Regions from separate parts of the Sus scrofa genome. Here region 1 is linked to region 2. The links are chromatin contacts, called in public HiChIP or PLAC-seq maps. All regions are on one chromosome and are shown on one strand. The core of a region is the stretch at or near the end of the contact, and the rest is flanking DNA. Distances in the headings are between cores, read along the strand shown. Region 1 overlaps HIPK2 (homeodomain-interacting protein kinase 2). Region 2 overlaps TBXAS1 (thromboxane A synthase 1).

Evidence for each region. HiChIP or PLAC-seq counts read pairs in DNA pulled down with a chosen protein or histone mark.
Region 1: an H3K27ac HiChIP or PLAC-seq map of skeletal muscle shows a contact between it and region 2, with 4 times the contacts expected there. The contact joins two enhancer-like sites. A contact is called at or near these places in 4 of 47 Hi-C or Micro-C datasets (embryonic fibroblasts, heart right ventricle and liver) and 1 of 2 datasets of contacts at active chromatin or transcription factors (skeletal muscle).

Annotation. Positions count from the first base shown.
Region 1 is chr18:10,071,270-10,077,149 of Sscrofa11.1, reverse strand. The region is part of intron 2 of HIPK2 (homeodomain-interacting protein kinase 2); the gene reads right to left. Among named protein-coding and RNA genes, the nearest start is that of CLEC2L, 100 kb to the left of the region's middle. Within about 2 kb of position 2,504, at least 18 of the 83 cell types and tissues checked have an H3K27ac peak or open chromatin away from gene starts, as enhancers often do. A contact at or near this core is called in liver and skeletal muscle, where this site is marked.
Region 2 is chr18:9,734,090-9,739,682 of Sscrofa11.1, reverse strand. The region is part of intron 9 of TBXAS1 (thromboxane A synthase 1); the gene reads left to right. The region is part of intron 2 of LOC106508202 (a long non-coding RNA gene); the gene reads right to left. Among named protein-coding and RNA genes, the nearest start is that of PARP12, 63 kb to the right of the region's middle. Within about 2 kb of position 1,557, at least 31 of the 83 cell types and tissues checked have an H3K27ac peak or open chromatin away from gene starts, as enhancers often do. A contact at or near this core is called in liver and skeletal muscle, where this site is marked.

The sequences.
Region 1 (5,880 bases), core at 1,255-3,754, 340 kb before region 2:
CACAAAAGAACAGCAAAAAAGCCACCAAAGGCAGCAGGGGGCTGAAGAGGCTGAAGGATAACACAGGGTCATCACCTCTTAACTCTCTTGAAGCCATTAGCCACTCAGCTCCCAGGGCTACTAGCCTGATGGAGCCCTCTTCCATCCAGGCCTCTGCTGTAACCCCCTACTGGTCTCCTGCCTTTGGTCTCCGTCTTTTCCAATCTACCCTGAAACTCTCCCTCGTTTCAAAGGATGTGTCCTTTTCTCTGCACGCATGACACGCTGATCACGTTTCCGATACAGCTTGCTCCCCGCCCCCGGCCGACTCAAATAACACCCCGGCCACCTTCTCTGTGCTGGCAGACCGGGCAATGGAGATAGACACACATCGCTGAACCGGACCAATAAATATGAACTGACCAGCTACTGCTGTACACACGTTTGGGAATCTGCCCTCTACTAAACCTTCTGAAGGGCAGGGGCTGTGTCTCGTGTGTTCTGATCCTCATTCTGGCACACAGCGGACTGCATAAAAATCTGCTCAACACCCAGGCCACAAGCCCTCAGGTGAGGAAGGCACGACTCTATCTGGCCCCTCCCTCAGTGAGCCCGGTTCCGCTGGCCCATAAGGCTCTGTCTGAGCTCCCGGAAGTCCAAAGTCAAGTCTAAAATCTGTTTGTTTTTTTTGTCTGTTTGTTCAGCACACCTGAAGCACATTTCCTAGTTGCTAAGGCACATTTACTCTTTAGTGAAGAAGAAACCATTCTTACCAATGTTTATTCTAAGCCAGAATTCAGTGGAACAATTCGACTGCCATTGAAGCGCCTACTGCGCGCCAGGAACCGTGCTTGGTGCCGAAGACGGAAAAATAAACCAGACCCTACGGCCCCTCCAGGAGTGCACGGTCTAGTCAGAGGCGACAAGCAAGCCTACAGCCAACACGCTGCAGGCACCCAGCACTGCGGGGAGGGGAGGAAAAGGAGGAGGCAGGGCTCCCCAGGAGAAGTCTGAGCTGAGTCTTGGGAAGTGGACAGGTGGGGTGGCCTCCAGGCACAGGCCTGGGAGAGTGCGTGTCCTCCCCTGTCGCTCCCTCTTATCCTCCCCGCCACTGCTGTATCTCCAGCGCCAGGGGCACGGTAGGTGCTCACCATCCATCTGCAGAAGGAAAGCATCTCTCTGTTTCAACCCCACACCCTCAGCAGGTGCCAGTTTTCCCCGATGCCGGCACCATCTCGCTGGCAACACCTCTTATGACAAGAGGCAGACGACTTGGCCTTTCTGTTTCAAAGTTTATGTGCTTAAAAAAAAAAAAAAATCACATTCCGGTTTCTTGTACAGGAGCCGTTTCTATTCTCAGTTCTGCTCCACAATAGGCAGGACGGCTGGCTTGGGAAATGGTCTTTCCTCCCGGGCTCAGAATGGCCCAGGTCCCGTCGGTGACTCATGCGTCACTCGCCACCCCACGGAATCATCTTACAGAGGCTCCTCAGCGCTATTTTGGGACATCGAATACTTTAAACATATATGAAGTGTCAGACAAAATTTGCACCTAAGAAAGAGAGAGACTGTTCCTGCCCAACATTCCCACAGCAAGACACGAAAGCTCTATTTTCCTCTAGAAAGAGAATAAACTGCCCTCATCTTCAACACACCAGGGATGAAGCTTCGCTGTTTCCCTGCACGGGCTCTCCCTCCGGCTGTGCACATGGCTGACAGGGCACTCGCAGACCACGTCCAGACCCTGTGACCCTCTGTGGGAATGACCCCCAACAGAAGCGTGGACAACTCCCCCACCAAGGTAAGTGGAAACACTCAGGAGCCCCGTGTTCACAGGCAGAATCCAGCTGTGGCTGTACACCGACTTCCTGGTGCTGGCGGGAGGATGCGATGAGACAGAGCGTCACAGGAAGCAGGGGGCCTGGCAATCAGCAGAGATGAAGCCACTTATCTATAACATAGCTAAGGCCATGTGACAGCAAGTAAATAAAGGGCATCTTTTTTGTTTGTTTGTTTTCTTTTTAGGGCTGCACCTGTGGCATATGGACGTTCCCAGGCTAGGGGTCGAATTGGAGCTGCAGCTGCTGGCCTACACCACAGCCACAGCAACTAGGGATCTGAGCCACGCCTGCCACCTATACCACAGCTCACAGCAATGCTGGATCCTTAACCCACTGAGCAAGACCAGGGCTCGAACCTGCATCCTCATGGATACTAGTCAGGTTCGTTACCCTGAGCCACAACGGGAACTTCAAGGCATCCCTTTTAAGGCCTGTTTTCTTCCTCCTAAGCTGAAACATGAGCAGAACTCTGTTTAAATCTATGAAAGCATACACATTAAACATTTTTGGTTCACTTACTTATATGAAAAAGTACAAAGATTAATTTCATCAACAACTAAGTACCTCTCATTTCATTTTAGAAGGAAAGCCACCCACCTGCAACCCCCCACTTCCTCCTAGCGGGGTGCACTGCCCTAACCCTGCGTTCCCTTTCGTGGTACAAGCTCTTCCTCGCCCAGCCTCCCCGGCCAAGTCCATGTCGCCATCATGCGCACAGCACGCTAATAAAACAAGTGCAAGGTTCACAGCCACTCCCAACTTGGGCAATAAATCTGCAACATTAATCAGAGAACACAGGAAGAACCGTGCATTTCTGGAAAGATGTTACTCAATTTCTCCGAGTTTTTATTTCACCATCTATAAAATCTGATTATGAATCTTGTTTCCCCCCCGCCGCCCCCTCCCCCGCCTTGTCTCTACAGCAGCTTATGAAGATAAATGATGGTCAGCAGAACTATAAAGCAGTTTGAACTCCTTGGAAGCAAGACACTCTGTTAGTCCATGGTATTTAATAATCACTGATATTATAAGGTGTACTCGAATTGGACTGCAGTGAAAAAGCCCGTTCCCGCAAATATATGTAGATTGAAAGTAACTCGGTATGGCTGGGGCAGAAGCGATCAAAATGTAAAATTGTATTTCAGATAGGTTGTTAAATCTCAAGTTTCCACCGCAAAAATAAGGAGTCTTGGAAATGCTGACATGTGCTCGGAGCCACTACCTGCGCTGGTGACCGGGAACGGGAGGCAAAGGATGACATCAAAGCAACACAGAGCCCTAAAAAGGGCGGAAATCTGAGGGCCAGGGGGAGGCTTCTCGAGAGAAGCTGGACCTTAAAGCCCAAAGGATCTGCACAGAAGGCAGCCTGAGGGTGGAGTGGTGGAGGGGTGAGTGGTGGAGGGCTTCACCGGCAGCATCCCTAAGAAGATGGGTTCACACCATGTCTGGGGGACTCAGAAGGGTCCTAGTGGAGACCACAGAGCAATCAAGGTCTGGCTAATCAAAGTCAACCTAGGATTGGGTTTTGAAAAAGACACAGCTTCCTTGGTGAATATGAGAAATGCAAGGAACAGCTCTGTCTTAGGTGCTGGGAGATGAGGACAAAGACAAAGAGACGCAGCTTCAGAAGTTCGACACCTGAGGGCCCCTACTGATGTCCATGAAGCTGTGTGCTGATGGGGATGCACGACCCTCCCCGGTGATTCTGCTGTAACTGAGTATCTCCAGCTCTACCAATAGAAACGCTCAAGACTTCAGAACGAAGCATCACATCCACATGGAAAGCTCATCACACACCATCAGAATTTGGTCACGAGGTTGATGTCATTCTGATGCCCCCCTTGGGCTGTTTTCCAAAGGAAGCGAGCTTCCTTGATTCAGCCGACCATCTGCAGCATAATGTTAGAATCAGAGCGGACGTTTGTTGGATTTGTATTGGCAGTGAACACCTTGGCTCTGAATAAGACTTTCCTGGCGTGCACTAAATTGTAAGTATCTCTCCATCCCTTTCCCCAACCCCTGTGTTGACCCTGCTTCAGCTCTGCAAAGCACAGCACCAAAATCTTACCTTCTGGCTTATACACCAGAGGAAACGGCTGGATCTAGAACTCCAATGACTATAATTTCCAAAGGCTTCTAATAACGTTGGCGTAAACAGGAAACCAGTTCCCAGATGTCTGGTTCCTTGTAAATATCAATAAGAAATGTTGCCAGGAAGAAGGAACTTGAAATGACCCATTGTGGGTCATTTCAAAGATATGCACACTGCCCTGTAATTTCTTATCTTCTTGACACGCACTGCCACACTGGGTCACTTGGCCTGTCCCAAGCTGGGTGGCCCTGTACCTTCCAGTCTGGTTATTGGGGTTTTACCAGCCAAGGGTGGCTGGACAAAGTCTGGTCTTGCTTTCCAACACCCCATGGGACTATAGTACTATCAGGTTTTTTACGTGTGTACTTTTTGCCAAAGGACATACTCAGTAAATGTTTGGGGAAGCACCTGTCAGCGAGGGAAACAGACTCTCAGGTTTTTGTGTGTATCTGTATCTAGAGATTCTTTTAACACCTGCACTTCTCCAGGTTCTTTTATAAAGTTGAAAAAAAATTGATTATGAAGGTTAACAACACACATACACACACAGAAGTGCATAAAGCAAAAACATATAGCTCCGTGACCTGTCAGAGAGCAAGGCCCAGTGTCCCTACACGTCGGGTGAAGCCCCGCCCACACACAGTCCACTCCTCGCACGTGGTGGTGACAGGTGGCCTGTCCAGGGGTGTGTGTGCCCTGGTGCGGACCCCATGCCCCTGATAGGCTCTGCTGGACCAGAGTCCCAGCATGCACGCAGGGGCTCAGCCCGAAGGCCTGGGGCTGCAGGAATGACTTTAGCTGGTTCACTGCCTCCTCTGCTTTGCTGTTAGTCTCAGGACTGAAACTGTGTAGTTATTTATTATTTATTTCTTTCATTTTTTGGCTGCGCCTGCAGCATGTGAAAGTTCTGGGCCAGGGATTGTACCCGCGCCCCGGCAGTGACAACACCGGATCCTTGACTGCTAGGCCACCAGGGAACTCCCGAAACTGCCTTTGGACCTTCCCCAGGAAGCCTCGTGGTACCGAGAAGGCCTAGCCGGAGTCACACTGTCACCTGCTGTTACCCTTTGCTTCCTGAGACCACGCCCCTTTTCTCTGCGCTGGGAGGGAATCGGGAATTTCAATTCCTGGGGACCAAGCGCAGAGGCAGCCCCTCCACTTTATTCCGGGTGGTGATATGTCACCCCCAGTGGAGTGAAAGTGGGATGTCAGGCCGGGAAGAAGGACGGGCCTCTGGCACACCTGAGTGTGTTAATTCAAGGCTCCCCCTCTACCTCATTAAGAAGGTAAGAGTACGTGTGTGCACACTATCGCTGTCAGGGTAAAACGGACACTGGTTAACACTTGGCTTCGACAGGCCCACAGAGGGCACTCAAACACCTGCCCCGGGAAGGACAGGGCCAGCATGAGCCTGGAGACCAGCGCTCAGCCAGTGACAAGGCCCACCCTTGGGCAATTTCCCTTCCCCACAGCATCAGCTGATCCCAGGGGCTCGCGGGGCTAAATCAGGAGGTGTTCTTATTTATTTTTATTCTTTTTAGGGTGGCACATGGGAGTTCCCAGGCTGGGGGTCAAATCAGAGGTGCAGCTGCCAGCCTACACCACAGCCCCAGCAATTCGGGATTCGAGTCGCATCTGTGACCTATATCACACCTTGTGGCAACGCTGGATCCTTAACCCTCTGAACAAGGCCAGGGATCAAACTTGCCTCCTCCTGGATATCAGTCAGGTTCTCAGTGGGGACTCCAGGAGGCATTCTCCATGGCTGATGGATAGGGGTAAGCAAGACAGGGCCTGAAAACAGAAACCTGCTCCCTCTTTGAGCAGGAGATGCAGTCGGTGTCACTGAGTGGAGAACCACCAATCGAGAGAGCAGGAGCCGAAGCCCGAGGTGGGAAAAGAAGCCACTGAGTAAAGACGCCAAACATGCGTGGGAGGATGAATTTCCCCTGCAGCCACGGGGATATT
Region 2 (5,593 bases), core at 308-2,807:
TCTTCTTCTTTTTTTTTTAGCTCAGGCCTAGCCCTCCCCACTTACATCCTGAGCTGTGAAAATGGACTGAGCAGAGAATTTAAAATGAGCTGGGGGAAAAAAAAATCCTGCTACAATAAATCGCATCACAGTGGAGATCTCTATCTAGCCAGAAAATTCTCAGCCCAGACAATGGCTCATTTATTTCCAACAATATTCAATACAACAGAATTCCAGGCCAACAAAAGGATTTCTACAGGTTCTTGGACTGTGGCAAAAGGGGTTTAACCTACAGAGAAAAGAGAGCTGTTCCATTATGGGCTCCCAGGCGAGGGGGAGACCTTTGTAAATAAACTGGAAGGTGGCCTGCTGGAAACGTGGTTCCCTCCCTGGGGAGCATCTCAGCCCGCGACAGTGGGGAGGCAGAAGCACCGGCCACCTCGCCCCGGGAGACATCTGAGTCAAGGCGGCTTCGCCGGGTGGTGCTACCGAGGACACAGCCCCTCTCTCCCAGGCGCTCAGATGATACATTTTATAAACATCCAGGCAGGCAGCCTCCAAAGACTCCTGGGCTTTACAAAAGCATTTCAGATTCCATGGTCAGCGAGCCGGTGTTCTGAGCATGGGCGGTGAAGAGGAGGCAGGAAACGGGAGGGCCCGGAGGGGTCTGGAGGCTGCCTTCTAAATTTAACATGCAGTTGCTTTTAGGCCAAGTGGATGAAAAATAAATTCCAGTGCTTAAAGCTCTTATCTTTGTTTACCATTTCCCCAAACAGTAAGTGACCCAGGCTCTGGCTTTTAGACTGAATTATCAACCAAGATGCACACAGGATGCGGGACGGGGACGCTGGGGGCTGGGCCGGGGGATAAACAGAGGAAGCTGACCGCTCTCCACCGTCACGTGGCGTTTCCTGGGCCTGGCAGAGTGACCAGGATCTGATGTCACAGGCTGTCCCTGGGTGGGCCAGGGCGTGCTCGGGATGTGTCCGACCATCCCAGACACGGAAGGCGCCGAGGGGTTACCCTCCTCCTTTGCATGAGGGGATCCATAAATATCTGACGGTGACCTTTTCAGATGCTCCATAACAGCTTTTGAAAATCTCCAGTGGGCCCGGGCTTGCCCGCTTTGATGGGAAGCTCCAGCCAGGCTTCTGCATGTTGTCAAAATCCTCCGTGGGACTCACTGTCCAGCCTGATTCTACCCTCAGGAACGACAAGAGTAGCATATCCTTTTCTTTCGTCACGTGCCTGCCACTCAGGTGACAGGGCCCTCATTTCTCTCCTTGGTTGGCTCTGTTCTCCAGGATTCTTTCCAGGTGCCCCCAGAGAAGCGTGTCAGTCCTACCTCCCTGCCTCTAGTTCCGTCTCTCAACCCCTGGGAGGCTGGCTTTGGCCGCACCTCCCTCCCACGGGTGACTGACGCCCTGGCCTTTCCAGCCGCTCTGCCAGCTTCCCCTGGTCAGTCCTTACTGTTCCAAGGTCAGGGGCATGCCCTTCTCTCCTGCCTCCATCCCAGAGGCCTCCGGCACCTCTGGGGGCTGAACAGGACACCATCTCCCGCTGGGGCCCCAGCCCAGCCCCGCCAGCAGGAGGCAGCCCCGGCCAAGTCCTTTCCACCTTTCAGCCACCGAGGAATGAAACCTAGGAGTCGCTTTGCTCTCTTCATCCCCCGACCCCTTCACCCCTTCACCCCTTCGTCTCCCCAGCAAGTCTTCCTTTACACAGATGCCTCTAGATCCAGGCTGCACTCGAGAATTACCTCGGGAGCTTTTAAAACCATACTGATTCCTGTGCCCAGTCCAGACCCGTTCCAATGGGCTATTTCAAGGCGGGGACCAGCAGCAGCAGCAAGCAGCCGGTAGGGAGAATCGCTGCTTACGCTGCTCCCCGGATTCAAGCCCCTTTTCCTCTCTGGCCGCTGACATGGTCGTCACGGCTCATCACTTCTGCCAGGGCTACTGCAAAAGCCTCCTGTTTTCTGGCCCTGCTTCCCCCAGCTCTCCGACCACACACCCACAATCACAAAATACCGTTCTCACCACATTACCTATACTTGCCAAAAACCTTCAGTAGGTCCCTACTGCCAAATAACAAGTCTTTGAACAAGTCGATGGCTTCCCAAGAAAATAATAAGTCGTATGGTCTGGGACAGTATCTTCTCTCCTCTTTCCTTCTCTTCTCTACCCCCAGCACTCTGCTAAGCACGTATCAGGTACTCAACATCTATCTGAGGTGAGAGGGAACAACAAAAAAAGAATTTCTCTGCAGATGAATGCCACGCACCCTCCTCCAGTGCAGAGGAAGCGGGCGGGTGATTTAGCTCTCATTTACTCAGGGGCTGATTTCTTTAAACATCGCATATAATCAACGGTGACTGATCCACGCTGATGGAGAGAACTGGACCTTGTATATTACAGGCAGTGGCTAATTCAACAACTTGAAGCTAGTTGATGTTGGAAGCTGTTGTACGCTTTTGCAGGCTTGTGTCTGATAATTGAGACTTTTTTTGAAATTAGGTCATTAGATGTGTCTTATTTTCCTACCCCCTCTTCTCCCATATACACCATAGGAATAAATAAATCATGGAGTTCTCGTTGTGGCATGTTGGAAATGAATCCAACTAGGAACCATGAGGTTGCGGGTTCTATCCCTGGCCTCTCTCAGTGGGTTAAGGATCCAGCGTGGCTGTGAGCTGTGGTGTAGGTCGCAGACACGGCTCAGATCTGGCGTTGCTGTGGCTGTGGTTTAGGCCAGCAGCTGCAGCTCCAATTCGACCCCTAGCCTGGGAACCTCCGTATGCCATGGGTGGGGCCCTAAAAAGCAAAAGCAAAAAAAACAAGGAATAAATAACTCAGCTCCCAAAATAATCCATTATTTTTTTCTCTCAACCCTTTCCTGAAATAGAGATAGTGGTGACACTTCAGCACACTGGAAGGGGCACATTGCGGGGGGCGGGGACCCACAGTGGGAGTAAATAGAGGGGACGGGGGTGTCAACATGCTGCCTTTCAACAGGTTCACTGTTAAAATTTAGGCAGTGCGTACAACCAGTTTGTAAAACTATTCACAGTTTCTACGACCGTACACACCCCTTAGGACACAGCAACTCCACTCCTAGGTATACACCCAAGGGAAGTGAGACTCGCGTTCACTAAAAGCAAGAACATCCCAATTTATTCATAATGTCCCCACTTGGGGACAACGCAAATGTCCACCCACAGCGGGGAGGACGACTAGATGTGGAGCGTCACACAACCGTCGGAGCAGGCACACTACCCTCACACCACCGCACGGATGGGTCTCAGAGACACAAGAGGGAACATGGGGACGCAGATACAAAAGCCTACATACTGGAGGTTCCCTTTACATGACGTTTTTAAATCTTTTTTTTTTTTTTTTTTTTTTTTGGTCTTTTTAGGGCGGCACCTGCGGCATATGGAGGTTTCCAGGCTAGGGGTCTCATCGGAGCTGCAGCCACCGGCCTACACCACAGCCACAGCAACTCAAGATCCAAGCCTCATCTTCGACCCACACCACAGCTCACGGCAACACCAGATCCTTAACCCACTGAGCGAGGCCAGGGATCGAACCTGCATCCTCATGGGTCCTAGTCGGATTCATTTCCACTGTGCCACGATGGGAACTCCTACATAAAGTTTTTAAAAAGGCAAAATAGGAGTTCCCATTGTGGCTCAGAGGTTAACGAATCCGACTAGGAACCATGAGGTTGCAGGTTCGATCCCTGCCCTTGCTCAGTGGGTTAAGGATCCGGTGTTGCCGTGAGCTGTGGTATAGGTTGCACACGCGGCTGGGATCCCACATTGCTGTGGCTCTGGTGTAAGCCAGCATCTGTAGCTCCAATTAGACCCCTAGCCCGGCAACCTCCATATGCCGTGGGAGCGGCCCCAGAAAAGGTAAAAAGACCAAAAAAAAAAAAAAATTAAAAATTAAAAAAATTTTAAAAATAAAAAGGCAAAATAACCTCTTGTGTTAGAAGTCGGACAACAGTTACTCTTCGGGGGCTGGGAGCAGAAGGGGTCCCGGGGGCTCTGTGGAGGACTGCAACCATTTCTGGTCTTGAGCTGGATGCGAATTTCACAGGTGTGCTTACCTGTGAAAATTCACTGAGCGCTATGTTCTGCTTGTGTTCTGTTTTTATGCGAGCATACTATTCTTCCAGAAAAGGTACAAAGGACAGTAAAGGAGGAAGGAAAGGTGAGCAGGAGGGGGGCACGGCGGAAAAGCCTTAGAATGTACAGACTACATTTACTTCTGACTCTGCGGCATCCTAGCTGAGGGACCTTAGACAAGCCACAAACCTCTCTGAATCTGGTGTTTTGTTATTTTGTTTTTGTTTTTGGGCTGCACTCTCGGCATATGGAAGTTCCCAGGCTAGGGGTCCAATCCGAGCTGTAGCCGCCAGCCTACACCACAGCCACAGCAATGCCAGAACCTTAACCCACCAAGCGAGGCCAGGGATCGAACCAGCAACCTCATGGTTCCTAGTCAGATTCATTCCCACTGCACCACGATGGGAACGCCCTGTCGGTTGTTTTAATCTAAAAACTAGCCAACAAAAACAGCCCTCCCGTCTTCACAGTGCAGTTGTAAGAACCAGGTGAGCTAAGGCAGGTAAAACCTTTCAGAAGGCGGCAAAGTACTGCAGGAGGGGGAGCACCACTGCGACCAGAGATCCAGCTCCGCAGACAGGAACCCCTGCAGGGGGTCTGCAGTATCAATCAAGCCCAACCCAGGGCCCAGGGTGGGAAGGGCTGACCCTCACCAGAGTGAGAGTGTGAGAGTGTGTGAGTGAGTGAGAGAGAGAGAGAGTGTGTGCGTGTGCGTGTGTGGCTGGTTTCTGTGCTTTCATTACATCTCCTCACCTAATCCCTTAATGGCCTGGGCCCCAGAGTACAAGAGCACCTGGAATAATCCCTGTGTTTATGCGAGATGGATTCTGTCTCGTTCCTTTTAAAGTGGCTATAAATAGATGCCATCCACCCTGTCCTAATCACCCATCCTGAGGTCAGGATGCAGGTCTACGTCGAAATCTGCCCAAATCTTTAGACCAGCACGCGGAATCTTCGGGGCATTGGCTGGGCAAGCCGGCGATGCTGAGAGAAAGGACCCGCCCCCAACAAGCCTCACCCCCCCACACCCCCTTCTTCTGGCTCCAGGCCTGTAACAGCTCACTCAGCAGCGTCTCTGTGGAAGTCACGCTCAAGAGTCAGGGCTGGAAGGACCCCCGCACTCCAGCTTAAGACAGGGTCCTGGAGGAGTTCCCTGGTGAGCTAGGGGTTAGCACTCGTGGTTAGGACTCGGCTTTCACCGCTGCAGACTGGGTTCAATCCCTGGTCTGGGAACTGAGATCCCACCCCAAGCGCTGCATGCCGGGGGCCAAAACGGGGTCTGGGAGGAGCCCAGACTCTGGATCCCTGGGGACTCCGCATTCAGCTCGGAGACCGGCCGCCAGGGGGCGACAGGCTTTTTCTCCCAGGCTGGTGGAAAAGGGCAAAGCGAGAGCTGCCGTATTTTCTACGTGGGGTTGGGTTTCATCGCATCGTCTCCGTTACCCGGAGAACGCACCCGAGTGGAAACTTGGATTGGCCGTGTCC